Regions from separate parts of the Capsicum annuum genome. Here region 1 is linked to region 2. A link is a contact called in public Hi-C data. All regions are on one chromosome and are shown on one strand. Each heading gives the region's core, a stretch centred on a gene start, on an enhancer-like site or on the middle of the called end of the contact. The rest is flanking DNA. Distances are from core to core; before and after follow the strand shown. Region 1 holds the start of LOC107838726 (homeobox-leucine zipper protein HOX11). Region 2 has its middle 13 kb from the start of LOC107838718.

Region 1 (6,322 bases), core at 1,196-3,695, 43 kb before region 2:
ATCAGAGAAATTAAAATTCACTTTTTTTTTTCAATCAAGAGGCTGCTGATTGATGGGAATGACTTGGATTATTATTAGTAGTAGTTGTAGTAAATGGGAAAAATCTTGGTCTGGAATTAAGAAATGGAATTGCTTTAGGAATATTGTCATTAGTAGCTGTGGTGGTAGTAGTGGTACTAGGGGCTTTGGTAGTGGTGGTGGTAGTGGTGGTTCCGGTGGCTATGATGGGAGGAGCTGCGGCAGCTGGGGCGGAGGTGGTGGTGGAAGCCACCCTCTCACAAGAAGGACACATAGTTAAGGTGGTGGCAGGAAGTTGCATGTAAAATGGATTAGAAGTTTTCAAAGCTCTCAATTCTTGAAGTTCTTTGTGTAGTCTTCTGTTTTCTTCAGTCAGTGTCTCACAGCATCTTTTTAAGTACTCACAATCCACTTCTGTTTGCTTAAGCTTAGTCCTGCAAGCAATTGAATTAAAGATAAATAATCTAAACAGAATTAAATTCGAGAAAATGATATGACTAGAAATCAATTTTTTGCATTAATTGTGTAGCTTGCATAGATACAAAGACAAGTGCTCTCACAGTATTCAAGAATATTGAAAGGAGCTGCTGCAAAACTGTAAGTACCCCAAGTGAGGAAATAAGACCAAACCAGACCATTTATTAAATTCTCATCTGTCACAAACAAATGTTTTCTTTGTTGCCTTCAATTCTCTTATATAGTTTTAAATTGCATTTTGTGTTAAGTAATTTTAAGAAGGAAATTAATTCATAGCTGGCAATTTAAAATAATTTTATTGAACCAACCTTGCTCTTCTATTCTGAAACCAAACTTCAACTTGTCTTTGCCTTAGATTTAGCTGTTTAGCAAGTGCCAGCTTTTGCTTCTGTACCATACAATAAACAAAATAAAAACAACAATATATCAGAAAAACATACTTTTAAAAAATTATTTATCAAAAACTGTTCTTTTCTTGTTTTTCAACCTAGAAACTCCCAAAAAAAAAAAAAAAAACTCAATCATAATTTATATTTATTTTTTTTATTTGTACTTACTGGATTAAGAGTATGGTGTTCTTTGAAACTTTCTTCGAGATGAGCTGATTGTTCTTTGGATAACCTAAGCTTTTTCCGAGTATTAACACCATTTTCATCTTCATCACTTGCTCTTGACGATGCTCTTTCCGGGTCGCCGCCGTCGTTCCCGCCGGCGGAATCGGAGCTCCGTTTATTTCCGACGCCGATAATATTCACACAGTTTTTGAATAGCCCAAATTCCATACGAAACGACGACGCTACACTGTTAGGCGATGTAACTTCTTCCATACCCACCGCCGGCAGCCGGTTCACGTCGAATCCCCTCGCCGCCGGTAACCCGCCGTTCCCGGAAGAACCATTTTCAGAACTCCCTACAAAGATATAATCACAAATAAATTTAACATCAAATCTAAACTACCTTATTTTAATAGAAAAATACTAATAGAATTTAGAAAAAATTCTTGGAAAAGGGAAGTAATTGTTGGATGGAGACTTTTATTGACTGAACTCAAAATTTTCACACGAACAACAGTGATTATATACGTCAAAATTTTCTATAATAAATTAATAATCATTTATATTTATATTTGGAAGAAAATAATCGTTAAAAATTTTAAAAATATAAACTTCAACAAAAAAAACTTTAAAAGATGAAACCACAAATATATAGTATTTCATGTATACAAGGTTAAAAAAAAACATGTTCATCAATTTTCTTATAAAAAATGGAAAACGGTCCAAACTCGATCTTAGAGTACAACAAATTCAACTTAACATAATATGCTGCATGTGTATATGTTTTTTGGTATACGTATAAAAAGAAACATGTTGATAAAATCTTATATTATTATTACTGATATATGTATAAATTATCATTATAAAAATGATTCCTCGCCTTATAATCTATATTAAAAAAATGAAAGTAGAAATTACCATTATCAGAGGACCAATGGAGCGATTTAAGAGGAGGAGCAGGAGTAGGAACAGGAACAAGAGGAAGAAGATCAAGCTGAACTGGTACTGTACCATTATTTGTCCCTTCTTCAGATGTATTTTCTTCTTCATTTTCTTCATCTTGTTGGAGTATTTTACCACTTGATGATGAGTTAATTCCTAAAGCCATGCAAAAACCTAAACCCTTTTTCTTCTCATGATCATCACAAACATTTTTCTTTGACAAGAAAGATGTTGTTGTTGTTGTTGTTGTTGTTGTAGTAGTAGCAACAGTGTTAGCATCTCCTAAGGTTAATCCAAGCTCCATACTTTCATGTGATGGGGGAAAAAAGAACACAAAAAGATTTTTGGATTTGGAGTATACAAAGAGTAGAGAAAGAGAGAGAGAGGAATGGAAAAATAGAAAAAAAAGGAGATTTTGAATAGAAAGCACAAGAAGGAGTCTTTATAGAGATTCTATCCAATTTGTGAATTGTTTAATTATTTTAAATGCTAAGAGAGAGATATGATGTTTAGGAGTTGTTGGGTGGGGTATCCTTTTGAACGAAAGAGTAAACCCCTCCCTTTTACTCTTTTTTTTTTTTCCAAGATTAATTTGGAGCAGTATTATTATATTTTCCACTTTTTGGTATTTTGACACTTTTGTCTTGATGGGCAAATATATGTTAATGTCTAGTCAAAAAGAGAAACTAGCAGTACCAATAATTAAACCAACACTACGTTGGTTTGTTTCTCATGTTTTATTCTTTTTTTTTCCTAGGTCGTTTAGTTAATAGGATGAGGTGAATATCTAAGATCAAAATTAAGATTAAATTTATATTATATTTAATTAAATTATAAATTAATTCTATATCTTTAAAGAAAGAAATTATAATTTTAATTTTGAATATCTTATTTAATTTGATATTATTTTATACACCTTTCAATTAAAATAAAACAATTAAAATATTATAATTTTAAAATAACATAATTCGTGAATTAAACAACCTCCTAGAATTTCGTTAGCCGCCAGCTAGGGTTGTGGTAGAAAAAAATACATAATATCCTTTAGTATTGATTACAAATTTTGGATTGAAAATTATTTTCCTTTTTTTTTTAAAAAAAAAAAGAGGAATTAATAGGAATAATTTTTTCTTTTTCAAGCGTCTGCCAATCTTTTTCTAGTAATTAAAATAACAAAAAGAAAATAAAGGGACTGTACATGTTTTGAAATGTCAGAAACACGACATACCTTAGCCATGCTGGTTATCAAATCTTATGTTCCTGATGATGAATCGCACTATTGAATCATTAGTGTAACCAATTATTTATATTAATAGAGGAGATCATTCGAATTTTTTATATAATTTATATAATTAAAATTATTTTTTATGTATAAATATTCTTATAATGATCGAATGTTAAACTCTTTTTAATTTTTTCATATATTTACTTCATAATTTAATTTCTAAGATAAAAATTTCGACTCCAACACAAATATATTATACACCAGCATATGTCCATGGGTAGGGGTGGATCTACGGGGGTTCACAGGTGGCATGACACCCGTAAACTTTGATTGAAAAACTCTGTGTATATATATATATTGAATAAAATTGGTATGTTATTTAAGTGTCACTTGGTGCAATAGTTGAGGAAGTAGTGTCATTGACAAACACACTAATATTTCATGTAGTATACCAGAGTTCAAGTCCAGACGTCAACAATATTTTGTTACTTTTTGTTCGTTATTCTATTTTTTATAAAAAAATTTCCTCTTAACTTAATCTTTGTTCCCTTTTTTGGGTAATCTTTCTTTAAGAATTTTTCACTTAAGTGTAGAACATAATTGAAGATTCTTTCTTCCTTCAAATTTATAGTTAACCTCTCCTCGTAAATCATAATAATGATGATTGGCTTGATGTTATAATTTTTTAACAATAGAATTGGAAATATCCATTGAATATTGGCAACTATTTTGTACTTTCACGCTGATTGATAAGTTGAATTTAACTCTTATTTACACAATTTATAGTACTAACAATAACAACGACAACAAACTCAGTGTATTTCCACATAGTGGGGTCTGAGGAGGGTAAAATGTATGCAGTCCATACACTATCTCTGGAGAAATAGAAAAGTTGTTTTCGATAGTATTTATAACAATAATCACATTTTTATTATTTGATATATTTATCTATACAAATTGAAAAGATAAATAATCAAATCGAAATTTAAAGTCTATAAAATCGATAAAATATTCGTCTTATTTGAGACAGTGTAAATAGCAAAACATAAAATAAAAAATTAACTGATTTTCAACCGAATTAGTAAAAATTAGATTCTTTAATAATGTTTCAATAAAATTTTTCTTCAAAAATCTCTTACTAAGAAGCTAAATTTCAATGGAACGCCCATAAAAATTATTCTTTTTAAATAATAATTTTAACATTAAAAATGATATGACATCCGTAGCCTCAAAATTCTAGATTGGCTATCCACAGGAAAGATGAACTTGTTGCTGAAGTTGGTCTATAACATATAAATTATTTATAGTTACTAGCACTATATATGGGACCATATTGTTTATTTGCATTGACTTGTTTGAGAATATGTTTGAACCGACAATCTCAGGTTGACAACACACGTGAAAGCCCTCTATTCATGTTAATAGCACTATTATTATTATTTGCTCCGTTTAAAAAATAATGATCAGCTTTTCTTTTAAATTTATTTACAAAAAGAATGATTTATTTTTTTTTTACAATACTTTATTTTTAACTTTTCACATGATATGTTCAGGATCACAAAATTAAAGTACATTTTGATATATTTAACACAACTTTAATTTAAGACCATAAGATTTAAAAGTCTTTTTTATTAATATTTTAAAATTTATGTCAAGTTAAAATAAATTTTTTTTTTTAAACGGAGGGAGTACTTATTTTGTTTAGAATATATTTGTGTTTTTTTTTTTTGAAATGGGGAGGGGGGTTGTATAAGTCAAGGAAAGGACCTTCTATGAAAGATTTAGGGGGACCCTAATGCAAATTCTATTTTATCAACATTGCGCGTGTTTAGGCTTTTAATTAGGTGGGGAATTGGACTACTACACCTATGCTCTATTTTCTACTATACAAAAAATGCCTATCATAGTAGTAATACTTGTGTCGAGAACTTTATGTGAAATTTCAGTTAGTTTGAATTTTCATTTAGTATTTTATAATTTTATTTTAACTTTATCAAATCATGAATTGGACTGGATTGGGCGAGTCCGACCCAACAGGGCAAAGCCTATATTCATGACTCCTAAGTTAGTATTTGGTCATGATAATTAATTTTTTTTTTGAAGTTAGAGTTTTGGAGTTGTGTTTGGTTATAAATATATATTGAAGTTATTTTGATGTTTTTATCGGAGAATCAAAAATGAAAAACAAGTTTAACTTATTTTTACTTTTTCAAATACAATTATAAATTATATTTGAAATTTTACCGCCAAATACTACACAATTCTCGCTCAAGTAAAATAATTTTTCATAAAAAAAATAAAATAAAAAAATCATGACCAAACACTATGTAAATTTTAGTGCCGACTTCTTATTAGTGAGGTTATAAAGTTGTGGACAAAGTCTCATGCTTTGTTTGTAACATCGAGTGCCTAAAGTACTTAAAATAGAAACTGAAAATATTTATTTAAAGTTGAAGTCATGTATGACTATAAATTTTACTTTTAACAAAAATCAAAGTTTTGTGATTATAAGAATTCGTTTGAATAGGCTGAAAAAAATAATTTTTTTTTAAAAAATTAAAAGTGCTTTTGAAAGTGTTGAACTTATTTTAAAAATAAACAGTTACGTGCTTTGTAAAAGTGCTGAAACTGAAAAAAGTTATTGATGCGTTTGGTAAATAAGTGTTTTTAAGCACTTTTTTTTGGTCAAAATGTCTGAAATACCCTTATAGCTGTTAATAATATATAGAGTTGATTATTATTAATTTTTATTGCTAAAACGGTTCAAATTAAAATTAATATATATTAAAAATATTTTCATGAATGACTATTAATTTGTAAGCTAAAAAATCTTTTTTTAAGAGTTTAAGTATTGAATGTTTTAATGTGTTTGGAAAAGATAGTTATATATTAAAAGATTATTCGTTTCTTCATGGTTATGTTAAGATTTCGTATCATTAAGGTGCAATTTGTGACGACACTTCATTTTCGTATTAAACCAGACCTGTTGCTTTTAACCTTCGAGGATGGTATTAATATGTATGCCGAGCTTATCAAATGAATATATATGTATTCGAGGACATATATGTCATTTGTTTGGTCAACTTAAATTGTCTTATAAGCCCCC
Region 2 (5,767 bases), core at 988-3,487:
AATAAAGTCAAGAATAACACGTGACTCCCCAAATAGGTCGTAGAGTAAAACAAGCTAAAGGTGGGGAACCCCCACGTGAACTCCATGGAATATTCAATTCAAACATTACTAAATCTAGAGATTTTGTTCTATTAATATTTATGGGACCAATTCAAGTGAAAATTTACGTTTATTTTATAAGCGGATAAAGTATTCTGAAATTTTGATCTTTTAAATAAGATGAGATATATTGATTTTGGAAGAAAATTTAATGGTTGATATGATAAATTTATATCATTAATTAAAAATAATATTAAATTTGTTTTAAACTTAATTTTGACATATTTCATCTTGTTCCGCTTATCGAATGACCTCAGTCTAATATTTTGAGGTTCATTTTATTGTCGTTTTCTTTTTTTCTTTTTTTTTTCTTTTTGTTTTATAAATGATGTTGATTATTTATTTGCTTTAAAGTACATTAAAATGGCAACTAAATAAATCACTCGGAATTTTTTTTAAGAAAATCATAGTCAAATTCACATCAATTTTTAATTCATTTAGCTCTGATAGAATCAAATCAAACAAATTTAGACTGGAAAATAGAAATAGAGTTTTTTTTTTTAAAAAAAAACAAAAGGTGCGAGAAAAGAATTTTTTAGTATTTTATTATAGAGATGCAGCAAAGTGTGAAGGGGACAGGTCTCCAACATTTGCAATCATTGGAATATACGAAAAACAACTTGTTCCCTTACCACCACTCCATGCCGCAAATAATAATAGTAATATAAATGCTTTTATAATTGTTTATTTACAATTTACTTCATTTTTTTTTAGTGTTGTGTGGGTGGGTTTGCCGGGGGGGGGGGGGGGGGGCAATCAAAATAAATTATTTTCTACAATAAAGAGGAAAATGCCCTTAGTTGAGATTTTAAGAAAATAAAAAATATGTAAAGATATACTTAAATGATTTTGTAAAAAATTAATTGGTCATGTGCAAATTTCATATTTAATACTATACAATTCTCGGTTCGTCGGTCGTTATTATCGGATCCGGACTATTACTAATTTGAAAAATGCATCAATCGTTACAAGTAATAAAGTGATGAGAAGTTGAGAACTATATCATACTCATACGAATTGAAATTTTACACAACATTATTCTTTGTTTGGATGCTAATTATTTGTGGAATAAAATTGTTGCTACTAGTTAGAGCTTTGATCTTTCCTTCGAGATAGTCTATTATCTTGCCATAATGACTATGTAGTACGTACATAGAACATAGAAATTGAAAGAAATAGACCAAACAAAAAAAATAAATACAATGCAAATGAAATACACGATTGGGCGTCAATTAGCTAGTCGTACACTTCTTATAATTGTTTGATTTTTGATGTTACAATTTCAAATAAATCCAATTACATTCTTTGGAGTACCTTTGATCTTATTTGTCTTTTTTATTAGTATCTTATTTGATCAAAGCTTTTATGAAGTTATAACATAAAAGTATTTTTTAATCTTAAAAACTATTTATTTTTAAAAATTAAAATATTTGATCAAAAATAGTAACAGAAGCTATTTTTCCGAAGTTTTAAAATTATTTCTTCTCCAAAAAGCAATTCTAAAACATTGATTAACCAAAAAATATTTGTTTTTATATAGATAAAAATATTTTCAAATCAATTAATGAAACACCAATTACTAGTCCTTTTAAAAAATTATCCTAACCAAGATAAACAAATTTTAGTAATTTGACCAACCATGCTAATGACAAGACTGAGTTGTTCAAATAATTAGCATTCCTTATTTTCAATTTGAAAATTATGAGTTCACAACAACAAAAAGGTCAAAAAAAAAAAAAAAAAAAAAAGAGAGCTCTTGGTGCTAATGTGAAATTTAGACCTCCATCCCTACCCCCAAACCCCACCCAAAGGCGGAGTTACAAATAAGATTGGGGGTTCATTCAAATTCCTTTGTACGAAAAATTGTACTATATATACATGATTAAAATTATTTTTTATGTATATATAGTAGATATCGAACTCCCTTCGATTAGTTTGTATGTTCATTTATAAACCTCTTTATGTCAATTCTAGCTCCGTCACTGACCCCACCCCACCCAACCTCCCAAAAAAAACAGTTTGAATAGTTCAATTAAACCCCCCACCCCCCACCCCCCAAAAAAGGGGTGGTGAATAGAGAAGGGAGAGTCAAATAATTAGAATGGAGAGTTTAGGTCAGAAGTCATGAGGCACGCGTGACTCTCGGTCAACCCACCTCCTTATTTCTTTCTCTCTTTTTAGCGGCACTTCGCTGAGGTAAGAACAATGAGAGCCTATTGTATTATAAAATACTCTTTTTCGTTCATCTTTATTTCTCAATTATATTAAAAATAAATATTTTATAATAAAATAACTTATAAAAATTTCACAAGTTAAGAAGTTAATAATATTTTCTAATCATAATTTTATTTAATTAAATAAAATTTTAAAAATTTCATTTTATGATACATGTTTTAAATCTTGATGTATACATAAATATTAATTTGATATATTTAAAAATACATATCGCGTGTGATACATTTTAAACTAGTAAATGTGGATATATATATTTGTGATACATTTATTTAAATATAGCGTTATGTGTTGATTTAGGATATATATATTTCTGATATTTTATTTTAGTATAGTGTTATGTATCATGATTTTTTTAATGAATTGATTTTTTTCTCTATCTTCTCACTTGTATTTTACAAAATCTCATTAACGCCGCTACTTATTAACTCTCTCAACCTCCATTGAAAAGTAATCAAATACACCAACAATTTCTCCGCTCTTCCAAAGGCGGGCTTTACCCATTTTAAAAAAAGCGATCGCCTCCAAATTTGAAGGGCTTCATTTTTTTAGTAATAAAATATTACACATTAAAAAGATACTAAATATTATTTATAGAAAAAAATAAACTTTTCATATAAAGGAATTTAGGTCTCAAGAAATTAATGCATTGACTATATTACTAATTAAAAAAAGAATTATTATAAGAAATTGATGATATAATTTTAAAAATATCTTTATAAATACAATTAATTTTTCTTAAAAACTTAAGACATCGGTTAGATTTTGACCTTATTAAGCCATGAATTTACTTGAGCCACCCCTGCACTCTTCACCATCTTACCTTCATGAACTACATCTCCGACGAACTCGAGTCATCAAAAGTATTGACCTCTGTCCCACCATTGCTTTACTTCCACCATCGCAACACCTTCAAACACTTAAAAATCAGCAACCATACTCATCCTCCATTAAAAAAAATAAATTAAAAGACAATCATCAACTTCGATCGACAACATCATTAATACACATTTTTTTTTCTTCATTAGGCTGTCAATCAGACCTCACCTTCTCCTCTGTAAACTCTCAGTTTCTCACTGTTTCAAAACCTTTTCGTTAATTTTCTCACATATTTATTTCGTCTTTCTTCCTGTTTTTAAATCAATTCACATAATAGAGTAATGAATTTATTAAAGTTTGATATGTATGAATCTAACTAAAAACATTATTGCCCTAATCTCTCTAGTTAAGCTTCAAATGATGAGCATATTTACTAGTCTTAAGTAAACTAGATTCTCCTAATTAAGACAAAATTTAAGCAACATATCACTTAATATAAATTGCCAAGTCAACGGTGACATAAAAATGATTACACAAATATCGTAATGCAGGAGCATCAATTGTTTGACTTTGACATGACTTGCTAAATAATTTATTTTGGAAAGTAAAAGAATGTATTTACTACTACAATATATCTACTAATTAGAACTTTCTTTTTGCGTCATTAGTATGAACATTGATCATAGTTGAACGGAAAATTTACATGGAATTCAAAGTAATGGGACTCAACACCCATTCAAAACACTTATATGAAAAAACTAATTTTTATTCAAAGCACTTCTACCAACTATTGCGTACGAATGGAAGTTCAAATACCAAAAAAGTATATATGTTTTAAAACTTTTAAGGGTATTGTGGAATAGAGATTCCTTTTCATATTTCGTTAGATCAAAACATTTTAAAAAATAAATATTGGAAATTTACGTACTTTTATCCACTATACATTACTATAATGTTAATGTATAGGTATTATCACTCGATTTTTTTTTACCTTTTTAAACTTGTATCCAATAGTGGAACTGCATAGTAGAGACATAGAATTGTATCAATGGTGGAATTGATATAGTATGTATAAATATGATGATAATTGATGTACATAGTATATCGATTCTACCATCGATACACAAAGATAAAAGGTTGAAAATAATCATTGATGCTGGTAATTAATGATTGAATGGTAATATAATATTGTATCCGATACATCTCTCTCATGTTTTCATTTGATATAGTCTGATACATATAAAACGCAACCTCTATACATATTGACACATATATGAGATACAACCTTCATATTAATACATTTGTAATATTGCTCCAAACTGTAGCTAATTCATGAAAAATAAGTTTCTTATAAAGATGGTGGGATTTGGGAAGAATCCTAGATACAAGTAGACATGGTAGTCCTTTGTGACAAATCCCATGGGGTCAATCACGTGGATAGCTTTTATACAATCATCAAAAGATATTAAAAAAAAAGCCATTTTTACCTCTTTGTCAGTCCCCTCTCCCTCATCATCACTATCATTATTTATAATTATAATGGTCCTCACAAGATTTCCCCACACTTTTATCTCCTGTGTATTTTTGTCCCCCGCATTAATTCCTACATACATAACATCAAAAGAATATTTGCATCTCAATTCAATTTTCCCCTTTTCATCTTTTCCTTTTTTTAGGTGGTTTTCTTGGATTCTACTAGCTTGTTCCTCTAGTATAACCTATGCTTTGCTAAATACAAGTGTATTACTTATAAGACAACCAATGAGGGCTAATAGGGTCATGTACATTGCTCATTCATACTATTATGCAAAAGATAAAAGTTATAATAGACCTACTAGATCCAAATTGTTAGAGTTTATGGTGACCCGAATTTTGTTGATCCGGCTCTGAAAAGATTGCGGTGCGATCTATGTTTGAAATTTTTTGGGGGTCTGTGGTGGTAGCGTGGGGATCGGGACGATATGTTTTTGGGTTTAGAGTTTTCTTGTACGCACGTATTATATAAGTGCGACTTAGAGGGTTGGTTTTAATATGACGGTTCTCGTGTGTTATAGAGAACTTTGGGTCCTCTTTGTATTCCTCTCCGATATGGTGAATTTCTCCTCCTCTGCCCGTGGTTTTTTTCGTCAAGCATTTCCACGCAAATCTGTGTGTGTTCATCTTGTTTTCTTTTGCTTATCACATTGTCTATTCCTGTCTGTTTTTCATAACACAAATGTATCAGTCTGATAAAGGAAAAAAGGATATACAATGATGCATTATCCATTTCTTTCGAGATAATTAACTCCTATACATTGACAATATAATCTATGTTTACATTATCAAATCAATTTAAAAGATATCCACAAAAAATTGTTCACAAAAGAAGATGAGATCAATCAAAAAAGAAAAAAAAGCAAGTTAAACTATAGTGATAACGTAAAATTCTTTGAGAACAATCAAAATTCATGTCTTTGACCTTTCATATTGGAAAGCCTCGTAATCGATATGTACTTGTGAAATGCACATGAGAGAATAATAATAAAGTTAGGTCACTTGTATATATAGTGGATGATGACAATAATGTACATTTAAAAGGAAAGACCAAGTTGAGTATCTCACAACTCTTTTTAGGAAC

Evidence for each region. Hi-C and Micro-C count contacts between places; a contact is called where the count stands out from the background.
Region 1: a contact with region 2 is called in a Hi-C map of leaf, with 2.8 times the contacts expected there. The contact joins the promoter of LOC107838726 here to the enhancer-like site in region 2. A contact is called at or near these places in 2 of 5 Hi-C or Micro-C datasets (leaf and placenta).

What each region holds. Positions count from the first base shown.
Region 1 is chr1:143,533,282-143,539,603 of UCD10Xv1.1, reverse strand. LOC107838726 (homeobox-leucine zipper protein HOX11) reads right to left here and starts at 2,445. Exons shown (of 4, transcript XM_016681902.2): 1 at 1,968-2,445; 2 at 1,053-1,405; 3 at 804-883; 4 at 1-452. The coding sequence starts at 2,295. The coding sequence ends at 35.
Region 2 is chr1:143,490,836-143,496,602 of UCD10Xv1.1, reverse strand. No RefSeq gene overlaps it. Among protein-coding and RNA genes, the nearest start is that of LOC107838718, 13 kb to the right of the region's middle. Within about 2 kb of position 2,237, at least 2 of the 5 cell types and tissues checked have an H3K27ac peak or open chromatin away from gene starts, as enhancers often do. A contact at or near this core is called in leaf, where this site is marked.